2 separate regions of the Anas platyrhynchos genome follow, and region 1 is linked to region 2. Evidence: chromatin contacts called from public Hi-C data. All regions are on one chromosome and are shown on one strand. Each heading gives the region's core, a stretch centred on a gene start, on an enhancer-like site or on the middle of the called end of the contact. The rest is flanking DNA. Distances are from core to core; before and after follow the strand shown. Region 1 overlaps ARHGAP6 (Rho GTPase activating protein 6). Region 2 overlaps ARHGAP6 (Rho GTPase activating protein 6).

The links. Hi-C and Micro-C count contacts between places; a contact is called where the count stands out from the background.
Region 1: a Hi-C map of subcutaneous adipose tissue shows a contact between it and region 2, with 5 times the contacts expected there. The contact joins two enhancer-like sites. A contact is called at or near these places in 4 of 8 Hi-C or Micro-C datasets (F1 follicle, skeletal muscle and subcutaneous adipose tissue).

The regions. Positions count from the first base shown.
Region 1 is chr1:130,954,753-130,960,623 of IASCAAS_PekinDuck_T2T, reverse strand. It overlaps ARHGAP6 (Rho GTPase activating protein 6), which reads right to left. Exons shown (of 13, transcript XM_027447629.3): 11 at 2,284-2,543. Among named protein-coding and RNA genes, the nearest start is that of MID1, 130 kb to the left of the region's middle. Within about 2 kb of position 2,748, at least 1 of the 8 cell types and tissues checked has an H3K27ac peak or open chromatin away from gene starts, as enhancers often do. A contact at or near this core is called in subcutaneous adipose tissue, where this site is marked.
Region 2 is chr1:130,743,028-130,749,220 of IASCAAS_PekinDuck_T2T, reverse strand. All of the region lies in intron 1 of ARHGAP6 (Rho GTPase activating protein 6), which reads right to left. Among named protein-coding and RNA genes, the nearest start is that of ARHGAP6, 98 kb to the right of the region's middle. Within about 2 kb of position 4,135, at least 3 of the 8 cell types and tissues checked have an H3K27ac peak or open chromatin away from gene starts, as enhancers often do. A contact at or near this core is called in subcutaneous adipose tissue, where this site is marked.

The sequences.
Region 1 (5,871 bases), core at 1,499-3,998, 210 kb before region 2:
GAAGAAGAGCAGGAAGAAGATGGTGAATCAGTACTTTTAAAATCATTATTTAAAAACACATAAATAGAATATTAAGTTGAATTGACATAAAAATTTATGTAAAATATCAGAGTTGATAACATATGCAACTGGCTTACTGTGCACCTAACACAAACAGAACAAATGTATTGTCTGCAATTACTTGCTGTTTCAGGTTCAGATCGTATAATGAATTTCGTGATCTGTCTATGGACAGGACACCTGAGCTTGCTGAGAGAGTGAAATTTCCACTGTCTTCTGCCTTAATGAAGTCATAGAATCACAGAATGGTTTGGGTTGGAAGGGACCTTAAAGATCACCTAATTCAAACCCCCCTGCCATGGGCAGGGACACCTCACACTAGATTAGGTTGCCCAGGGCCTCATTCAACCTGGCTTTGAACACCTCCAGGGATGGGGCATCCACAGCTTCTCCGGGCAACCAACCTGTGTTCTGGTGCTTCACCACTCTCTGAGTAAACAATTTTTTCTTAATATCTAATCTAAAACTATCCTCTTTTAGTTTCAAGCCATTACTCCTTGTCCTATCTGTACACTCTGTGACAAAGAGTTCCTCCTCAGCTTTCCTGTAGCCCCTTTTAGGTACTGGAAGGCTGCTATAAGGTCTCCCTTGAGTCTTCTCTTCTCCAGGCTGAACTTCTCTTCTCCAGGCTGAACAGCCCTATTCCCTCAGCCTGTCTTCATAGGACAGGTGCCCCAGCCCTCTGATCATTCTCATGGACCTCCTATGGACTCATTCTAATATATCCATGTCCTTCCTGTGTTGGGGGACCCAGAGCTGAATGCAGGACTTCAGATGGGGTTTCAAAAGAGTGGAGTAGAGGGGTAGAACCACCTCCCTCAACCTGCTGGCCATGCTTCTTTTGATGTAGCCCAGGATATGGTTGGCTTTCTGGACTGCAAAAGTGCATTGCTGGTTCGTGTTTAGTTTCTCATCAAATAACAGCCCCAAGTCCTCCTCCTCAGGGCTGTTCTCAGTTCATTCTCTGCCCAGTCTGTATTTGTGTGAATGGGAAATTTGTACAAAACAGGAAGGTTTGGTCAAGAAAAGTTAGTTCCTGTACTTTTTTAAGGAAAAGAATGCTCCCTCAAACAGCCCCACCAGCCACTGTAAGGCATGCTATAGCAACCTGCATCTTGGGTCTTACAAGAAAGTACTGTCACATAACAGAGATTTAATCAAATGCACATGTCACTTGTGCTGGATTCTAACCATTTTGTGCCATTTTTGGATTTAATCTGGCAGTAAAGAAATTTCCTAATTCATCATGGTCAACTTTGTTATGCATATTACAGTCCAAAAGATGGTTAATACGATAAAGCTTCATGTAATTTCCTGTTGATAACTTACTAGAAACCTAACCACATTTTGAAACCTATTCAGAGATTTAGATGCTGAATACATCTAAATAATATCCAGTGGCATTTATAAAGTATACAATTGAGATAATAGTCTAAATCCCATTAATTCCAAAAGGGAACTTAATCACCTAACCACTGCCTCTAAAACCAAATGTTTTTTAAAATGCCACCAAACAGTTATCTGTACCACTAAGCACTGACATTCCTTAAAGTTTGGCTTACTACACATGTATTTCATGGTAGTAGTTATTAATAATTTTTTTACATTTTAAAATGAAAATCATCTGAGAGTGCAGGTGAGCCACCAGCTTTAACAACAGTTCTTTACAGAAGAAATCATTCAGGTGTGCACTCCCTAGACACGTATGGAAATTATGGATCCCTGCTCTAGTATTGCTAGATGTGTTATTGGTAACAGATGTAAAGCTGTGCAGCTCAGCTATGTTCTACGATGCAATGGAGTTGAGGTCATTCTTTTCAATTGGAGAAAATTTACAGCATGATGTCTTAAACTCAGGTTTTTCCAAAGTCTAGAGCATAACCTTGTAGGTATTACAGTCCTGCCAAGCAGCATTAGAAAAAACAGTCTTTACAAGGTTGAAGAGCAGGACATACAGAGTTCTGCTTTACTAAACAAAAGCTCCAAGTTTCGACAAATGCCACACTAGGAGCATCCCTAGCAGCTGGCTAAGCTAAAGAGGAGTTCTGAGCAAACACTTAAAGCACAACAGGAAAAAAAAATTAAAAAAAAATCATTTCTTGTGAGATTGTTACACTACAATAACCTCAACTCTTGATAGCTGACAATATAGAGCCGACACTTTACAGATACTTCAGAAGCCTATGTTGGTCACTTAGAAAGTGGAACAGGAGCAGGATATACCTTTTCCAGCCTGTGATGCAGAAGAATTCTCCTTTGTCTTAGGCTGCAAATGACCAACCAGGGTGTACTGTTCAGGCACCCTGTACAGCTTATCTGGACTGCGGGCAACTTCTTCTTGCGTTGCCATCAGTGAGCGTTCAGAAAGTACTGGGGAGTTGTTGTCGTACGGGGAGACATCTCCGCTCGAAGCTTTGTTGGAGTCTGTGGAAGAGTGTCTTTCTCCTGTGGAGTAGGAACCTTCTGACCGCAGCATCTCAGGACTTCTGGGAAATATTGTTAAACAAACTACTGTTAATGAAAAATGCTTTATATTCACAGCTACAGGTGCAGTTTGACATCATACAGATAAAATTAAATGCAAAAGTATGATCACAGGTGCTGAAATGAAAACACTTCAGAAGCAGTATAGACGTGAATTTTCCATGAGTAAAACTTCTGCCATGAAGTGGCCAGCAGAGGCCACTAAAAATCAAAAGATGTTGCTATCATGAAAAAAACAACGAAAACCACACAATCATACACTTCACCACAGGAAATTAAACAGTGAATCAATTCCTTATGTTACCTTGACAATTCTGCTTGTTGCAACAATAAATCTGAGGGCATGATGGGGAAGATTAGTTTGATGATAAGCAGTATGCTAAAATCACTTCTTCCATTCTAAAGGAATACACAGTCACTGAAATCAAATACTTAGCTCATCTCTAACACTGTGAGAAGGATCCTCCTCTAGAGACATCAGAAGGTAAATATTCTACAGAGTACTACTATCGTATTTCTGATGGAGGCAGCAAACAATTGGCTCTGGCAATAACTTCTAGAACTTCTTTTACCATTTCAGCATAGACTGCATTTAATTTCAACCAAAAAAAGAAAAAAAAGAAAAAAGTACACGAAACACCCACCAAAACGTACATCCCAGGCTCAGAAAGAAACCCCTCTTTTTTGAAAGTGTGTTGGGGACACTGAGGGAGATTTCTTGAACTGTTACTGTTTATTATGTAGACAGGAGGCAATCTGTAAGCTATGGAACCTCCCAAAGCATATGTAGAAATACTCTGTAAACAAATGTACTTTTTTTTTTCCCCTGTTGTATGCCCATAATTTATATTTTTATTACTCCTTTTTTTTTCATTTCTATGAACCTTGATCTTTGTTTCTTAGATGTTTATCTTATGCTTGCTGTTCTCTTGAACAAAACACTTTTTATCAGTGACCTCACATAAATATCTGCTCTGATTGCATGTGTTAATACAGAGGGTCTTTCTTGTATACTGAAAATGGCCAGCCCTTCTCAGAGTCAAATCCAAAGACAGCTTGAACTCAGTGAGCAGCCAAAGTACATTATTTGTTATGGAACAATAACCCTCTTTCCAGACAAATGAAGTAAAACTGAGGAAGGAAAATAAAGAAAACACACAGTGGTAAGACAGGCTAGCCACAGCAGACTAAAGATTAATACACAGATACTGACAAAACTTAATACCACTTTGAAGCAGTGTTTTTTTTTCCCCTTATTGACTTACAAGTGCTGTGTCCCAAAACATAAAATATATACACTCGACATCATGATTATTCTGTTCTGTTTTTCAATATTCTTTTTTTTTTTCCCTTTAGTGTAAAAGGAACCATAAAACATTGGGATTGAATTAATAATGTTTTCTCCTAGTTATCTCCCAGCAAGAAAACCACCACTGAACTGATCCTGAACCTTAACTGGGGCCAACTCACAAAACCAGAGTTGCCATTTAGCTAGGCAGCACTGTCCCAGGCACTGTCCCCTGGGAACAGCATGGCTGGCATGGTAATGTTGGAGAGTCATTAAAACTAATTGTAAATCATGCCTCAGCTATGTAACTTCCCATCTCAGCTTCCCAGATGAAGACGAGCACAGGGTGAATTAATCTACAGTCACAAACTGAAGCCACAGTATTTAAACTGGATTTTAAATTTGTAAAATGCTATAACAAACTAAAACGCTTCTTTCTTTCTTTTTCCCTTTTCCTTAAGTTCTTAAAAAACAAAACAAAACAAAACAAAACAAAACCACACAACCAAAACCAACAAAACCAACACAACAACGAAACACTTAAGCAGTGAGTGTGAGGTAAAATGACATGCATATAAGCAATGTCTCAAGGAATTTTAAGAGAGTCAGAAAGATCTGTGAGGAAAGGGGAAAACTGTTGGTATCTGCAGATTTCCTGTGACCAAAAGTCTTTCTTTCCAGCTTTCTAGACTGAGTGTGATCTAAACCTCATCCTGTTACCATACAGATTTGCTTAACACTTACACTGACACCAGTTAGGCTTATCTCATGTAAATCTTTGCAGGACCAGAACCTAACTATGTTGCACAGGGCAATGGAGGTATCAAACCATTTAGCCATGGCAAGGTAACACAAGGAAGGAGGGGAAAGAAATGCAAATGAAAGAATGTGGGAACAAAAACTTGAGCTTTGTGAAACACTGATTAAATGTCTTACCTTGAATGATCTCTTATAGTCTAGCTTGTCTCAAGACAGAGCTCCTGATAAAAATTTACTTAAATGGAAACTGTCAAGTTTTTGGAAAGGTCCGAACATTCAAGTTTTTAACCTCATTTACTATTTCTGCTAGTAAACTCATGCAATTATTTACATCTAATATCATTTTCAAATTTCTTTAGAAAAAAAGTCTTAAAGAAAATGCCTGTAGACTCTGCTAATCTTGTTCTAAGAAACCATCAGAATAGATTAAATACTATTCAGCCAGAAATTGATCTCATACACTTGCTTTACATACATAACCTTAAGATGATATTTAGGAACAAAAGTCTTTGGCTTGCAGCTTTCCAAATAAAACATAAATCTCCATATGTTCCTTAAAACAAAAATTTTGCATCTGATTTGTTTACAGTTTTAGTTAATTATCAAAGAGATATTAATTAGTCTTCTCCTACATAATTGTGAGACTGCCTACCTATATGTTGGGGAAAAAATAAATATAGAGGCAAATGTAAATACTGCTTAGGATACACACCTATATGCAGCCTATGAATAAGGGCAGATTATGAGTCCCATTAAGAATAATAGAAAATTGTGTGTTACTAAAGGTGAGAAATGGGAAGGCAAGTGAAATATTTTCTACAGGTTTTGAACTACATTATGGAAAAGATTTAATAAGTGGTTAAGTGCATGCATCTGACTAAAAGGTTTGAAAGCTGCAGAAAGAACTTACACAGCACTCGTTCAAAAATACTATTTCAGATTCCAAAACAAAAATTGACTATGCTGTTAAGGAGTTTTGAACTGGCATCCTTCTGAATTTGTCATCCACCAGAGTCTACAAGCATGGGTGACTTGCAAAAATGTTAATAACAATAATTACTTCTACTGAGGACATTCCTACTTTTCCATTGGCATCAAGGCCATCAAAACCAGAAATCCCATTTTAGCTTTGGCAGAAATACTTTTCTGCTACAACTTAAAGTTTCTGAGAAGAAAAACAATTATTTCTTATAAGAGGCAAATCATACAGAGTTTGATGGCTTGGCAGCATGAAGTAGCAATTTCCATATATATTGGAAGTGCCACCAACAAAACAGATT
Region 2 (6,193 bases), core at 2,886-5,385:
AGTATACAAGTATTGGATTTCTAGGTGCAGGCCTCCCAGTAAATCAAATTCAAACTGTAACTGTCACTGGTCATTAGTGTATAAAAATCCATTTTTGGTCATTTTTTCTTCAAAAAATTTCAGGCTTACTGCTCTCCCCAAAACTAAGAAATCATCATGTCTGTGCTGTCCTGTTATGCTCCTGTATATCTTATATTTTCTTCTGAGAACCCTTAACCATTCCATGAGAAAAACAAAGGTCACGGTTACATACAAAACCAATTATTTCCCATTCTTTATTCACTTTCCTGAAAAGGAAAATGATGTTTTCATAATATTTCATGCCCAACTGTCTAGAAGAAAGTATCAGCTAACTTACATGAACTCAAGGAAAGGAAGTGTTTAATGACATCTGGATGAGTTTTATCTAACATTTCCCCAAAACAATAAAGAAGATTGTCATAATGCTTATGTATAAAACAATTTTCCTTTCACTTCTAACACATGAGACCTACATACACATCTCTGGGTGTTTCCAAGATACTGATGTCATGTTGATGCCTAATGTGCTCATAAGGACAGGGGTATGAAACAACAGTACTGATAGACTCAGTATTATGAGAAGCGAGCAATCATGGATGACTATTTGTGCATCTACAATGAAATTTAAAAGTAGTTTCCACTTTTAATCAATTTTCCAGATTTTCCCTGTAGAAAAGCAACTCATCCCCCAACGTGTCAGAAATCTCTACATTTTTTTCTGTTTTTTCTTTGTCTAAAACTGTTTTGGAGTAGCTGTGGAGTTGAGGAGGGCACGTAAATGCACCAATACCTGAAAGCCTAAAGACACCTTTAGGAGGACCACAGCATTAAAAATTAACTTTGTTATCCTATGAACAGACGTCTCTGAGAACTGGTGTGTCGCAGGTCCTCTCCCTAAGTACTACACGTTCAACAAGATCACATAAGCAATGGGGAATGATGATGTTCTCCTTACTCTGGCTTTCCCACTCAGTTCCAGCAATGCAAAGTGTAAGGACTTTCACAAACTACATTGAAAGCATTTTGGTTTTAATCTAGTCATTTTTTTTAACTTATTTAAACTCCTGACCTTCTAATATCCTGCAGGAACTGAATTGTGTACTCCAAAAAAACTCACACAACAACAACAAAAACAACATTCTTTTTTCATTCACAATAAATTCTTCTGCCCAATATTCCCGCACCTCCCAGGTAGCATCAGAACAGTATTTTTAACCCAACATCTTACCCAATGTAAGACAAAGACATCCTCCTGGAAACGGCAGAAATAAACAGAAATTACTGTAAAGCAACATTCATTATATACTTATCAGGTATCATTTATAAGATTCATTCAAAGATTTCCATAGCTATATGGACACTCATGTAGCATTTCTTGGGGATGTTGCTACTGCTGTGATATGATTTGTGACAACCAGAAGGAGGAACCCAGCCAGGACTGCAGCAGAACATGGCTAAGGTGGCCCTTAACTCAGTAGAGTGACCAGCAGGATTGCATAGTGATGGAAAACTGTGAAGAGCAGCAGAAACAGCAGCACTGGAGGATGACAAATACAATATTCCTACAAGTTGTCCTGGTACTCAAAACAATGGCCCGTGGCAGAAATCTAAGCTGGAAGCACCACTGCACACAAGAAGTACCGTGCAAGCCCCAGCTGCAAGGGATTTATCCTTGCAGCCAGCAGCTCCTCAGGTTGTATTGATAAATTCATCAGCAGCAGTGTCAGGTGTATTTGACTTGTTGCAAGGCAGTAACTGCTGTATCTCGTGGAACAGCTTGGCAGAAGGTTAAAATCCTTCTTGTACCTAGAGGTCTAACTTAACACTCAGCCTTCCAGGTTATGGTGCCTTCTGCTGAAAGCTTGGCTAATGGAAAGAAGTCACTGAATCCAGAGAAGTTGTATATCTGTGTGGTTTGGGAAGATCATCAGTTAGATAGATGGCAGAGCCATGCTTCCCACCTTTCTATTTCTTAGAGGAGAAGTGTCTGCAGCAATTTGCCCAACATCTAACAAACAAAATCCTGGACAATATGTGTGAGCAGAAACTGAAGAGGCTCCAGAAATTTTGGGCAGTTATAGAGGCTAGCTCTGGGAGGAAAATGTGCAATTTGTCAAGCACACAGGTCATTGATACATTAGAATCACTGAATGGTTTGGGTTGGAAGGGACATTAAAGATCATCTGGTTCAACCCCCAAGTTAGTATTGCCACTTGAATGGCAAGGGTGGTTGTGGCTAGGAAACGCTTTGTTAGAGAAGAAATATTTTGTGTGGGTGGAGAAAAAAAGAAAAATGGAAAAGGGTAAGTGAGCTGTAAGAAATGGAGAAAGCTGGCATATTGTCATTTGCAGATTGACCAAAACTATAAAAAGTTGTTTGGGCATATAGCTAAAAACGCACTTGCCAATTCCACAAAACACAAGCATTCGCTCCATAAAAAAATGGAAATTTTTAAACTTCGGAAGAAGAGATGCAAGTCACAGCATGGAAGACTATCTCCTCTGGGGCTGCGTATGGTGGAAACAATCTGCACGTTGGCTGACTGCAATGGATATTCCAACGTGGAGTGTTTACCATGTTTCGCAGGGCACCGGAGTGTAGTGCTCTTATAATGAGAGGTGCGACCCAGCAGCTGCGTTCCTTGTATGTTTTAATCCTATCACCATACAAAAACACATTCTATCATTTGCTCCACTGAGACTGCTCCAAGAAGCTAATTCTTCTCAAGTCTAATTTCACATCTCTCCATTCGGATGAAACAAAGGTTTCCTGGAACTATTTGAAGCTATTTAGGGAGTGCTGAGAGGGTTGCTTGATCATTTACTTCTCTTGTCAGACAGCATGCTTTCTTCACCTTAACTCTTTTTCAATTACTCCCACTGACCAAACTAAAGTGCGTTGGCTAGCTGACAGAGCTCTGTATGATCACCACACATGGTACTGCCTTAAGCATGTCAGTGTTTTCAACTCCTTGCAGCCTTTGAATTATGACCTCTGGAGTTTCATGAAAGAGGAGTGAATGCACGGATGAGATACTGTAGGGGAAATTATATTTATATTTATATTTATATATATATATATATATATATAAAAAATATTTCCATCTTTGGCATAGATGCCACTTGGGAAAATGGGAAAAGCTGGCAGTAGGGGGCTTAAAGCCATACTATAGATGTACTTTGCTCTACCCAGCATAGTGCTAGGCCATCTGTAGCTAGGAAAAGTAGCTGAAATACACCTGTTGAATCACACTTCAGGGAGAGATGACATTGCTCCCCAAGCAGTGGGTTGCTCCTTGCAAGTCTCCTGTAACATCCTCTCAAACATGTAATTTTCCTCTCTGGAGTGACCGGTAAGTGACTGCCATGCTCTCTGCACGGTTCTTCAAATTGCTCTTTAAATGTGTGGTATTATTTCCTCCAAAAAATAGGCTCCAGTTCCTCAAGGGAACAGTAGGTAGTGGATGAATTGCTGAAAGTCTAGCTCTGGCAGCATCCACCCCTGAGACCTCATTTTAATGCTTGAATAGTACAGGCCTTCAGAGGATCCCTAGCAATGTGCAGCAGCTGCCTATCCATGCACCTGCAAGGAATTTGTATATGCAAGCCTTAAAGCAAAGCATCTCCCATAAAGCAGAAAGGGTGATGCTCTGAGATTACTTACAGAAATCTAAAATGCCAAATAAACAGGGTTTGTCAAACACTTCTGACAGAGAAGACACTGTAACATGAACTAGAGTTAGTGTGATATAATGGCTCTTTGCAGGTAAGATCTAACCACACTTGCACTTACACAGGTGGGAAAAGAGGAAAGCAGAAAGTAAATAAAACAACCACGCCTGCTTTCCCCTCACTTATCTTTCCACAACACACACACTTCAAGAGTGTATGGGGCACAGAGTGGGATGCCTGTGTGCCAGAACTCAGCATCTGCCATTATTAAGCAATAAATTCCAAATACTATCCACTGAAAACAGCCTTGAGCTAATGAGAGACTCCTTTGGTCTGGAAAAAGTTGAGAACTGCTGAAGAAAGTGTTTTCCTTCAACAAGGTAAAACCATGAAGCTGAAGTGTCCCATATTAGCAAGAGATCTGCCTGCAGACAGATACACAGCACAGAACTCCCTCATGTGGTCTTTGAAATACAGTTCTTCCCTCCTGAAAAGCTGAATCACAACTGACATCAAATGGCAAGCTAAGCAAAAATCAATCATTTTGAGTCAGAGACACCAAAGGGGAAGGGAAAAATCCAACAGAAAAATCTAAACCTTTAGAGGCACTAGTCCATCTAAACCTTTTACTAAAGCAGATACCACATTAACCAGCGCAGCAGGTGCTCAGCTTTTTCCTTCTCAGAGGAAAAAATCCAGTATCTTTTACTTTTTTTTTTTTTCCAAAAAAAAATTATTTTTTTATTTATTTCCAGATTTGTGGGAAAAGTCAGAAGTGTTCAAGTGAAAATTTCTATTTGTAAATGGGAGAAATTTTTGAAGGCTTTTTTTCAAAGTTTTGAAGAGCACAGATCTCTTTTCATTTTCCATTTATCTTTTTCCCCAAAACTATCAAGCTTTGCTGAAGTTGGGTATCAGAAATGGACACTGCTGCAATCTTCATCTCTGCAGCAATTCTCCAGTGTTTTGTCTAGTTCATTCTTCTTTATCTGGAGGAAAATAAATGTAATCTTATTTCTCTTAAGGGAATTTTACGGGAAACAATCCACAATCAAATACATCTCACTGTCATACTGTTAGGGCTTGTATTTATGGTTCATTAAGTTCTGGTACAAGTTGTTAAGCTTTTCTTCAGATTAGTGGAATAAGAAAGCGGGAGGGAAGAAATGAGTCATCACACGCGTCCTCATGTTCTGTATCAGTGAATCACTGACACTCATTGCATCACAGATGTCCCGTGCAGCAACCAGGGTAGCTCTGCTATGGTTAAATACGCATAAACTTGTATATACTTGTACATAAACAAACAAGAATGACGTTTCCTTTTATTTTACGTAGCTGCATACATATACTTTATTAATCTGAGTCTGGTAAGGTTAACTTGTATATCATTGACTTTCTGAGGAATCCAGCTTCCACACTGATGAAACAAACGTTTCAAAACTGATGCTGCATGTTTTGCAGCAAACATGCTGCAAAAGACTCACTTCCTGACTCACAGACCTCAGCTTTTTGCTTGTTTAACATCAATACATCTCCATCAGTACATGCTCTAATCATGTCTTGCTGTTCCTTTCAGAGTCACAACGAAATGCCATGTACGAACACACAGGAAATAAAGAAAATCACCCAGCAGAGCTCTTTTAAATGAATCATTTCAAAAAATATATATATTAGTCATTCTTCTACCACAAAAAGCAATCAGTATGGAGGCCTGACAACCTGCTCAGGAAAACAGTGTACTTTTCTAACTCCCAATCAACCACTTCTCTCCCCATTCCTATATGTAAAACACAACATATAACGATTTATCTGTTTAAAAAAAAAAAAAAAAAAAGGAGAATGGAACATGATGGAACATGAGGAGCTCAAAAAAGATGAAATATCTTTTGATTAGTGGACCCCCGAAAAAATCATTGGGCTGAGGTTTTGGTCACAAACAGGTTTTCTAGCTGAAACAGCAGCTATAAAGCAAGGAGATGCACTGAAGCCTATGCTGGCTTTCTTCTGTCCATTCCTGTTCCTGCTGCCCATGGTGGGGCAGCCTCTTAATGTCCCCAAACTGTTCCCCACCACCCACGCCAGGAGGGACTGCAGACCTTGGGTGGGGATGAAGACATCAAACTGGAGACAGAGGAAAACAGCAAGAGGAAAATCCAAACTGTAGCAGAAGGACTTGGCGAAACACTCATACACTGTCAGGTGGTATTTCACATGCCTGCAGCTATAGCTCCAAATAAGTCCAATATGCACAGGCATCAAGTAGTGGCCCTTCAGCATCAGTTGGCTGGGGTGGCAAAGGCTTCAGCTTGCCTGGGAGGATTTAGTTTTCCAAAATCTGGGCAGCATTGATGCAGGTCAGCCTGTGACTAACCGCAGTGTGGCTGTGAACCATGATGGATGCTGTCGCCCTCGCAACACAACAGAAACAGTAAGATTGCCAAGTAACGTAAGTGCAAGTAATTTGATCTCTTTCCACCTGCCAAGCAATCAATTACTT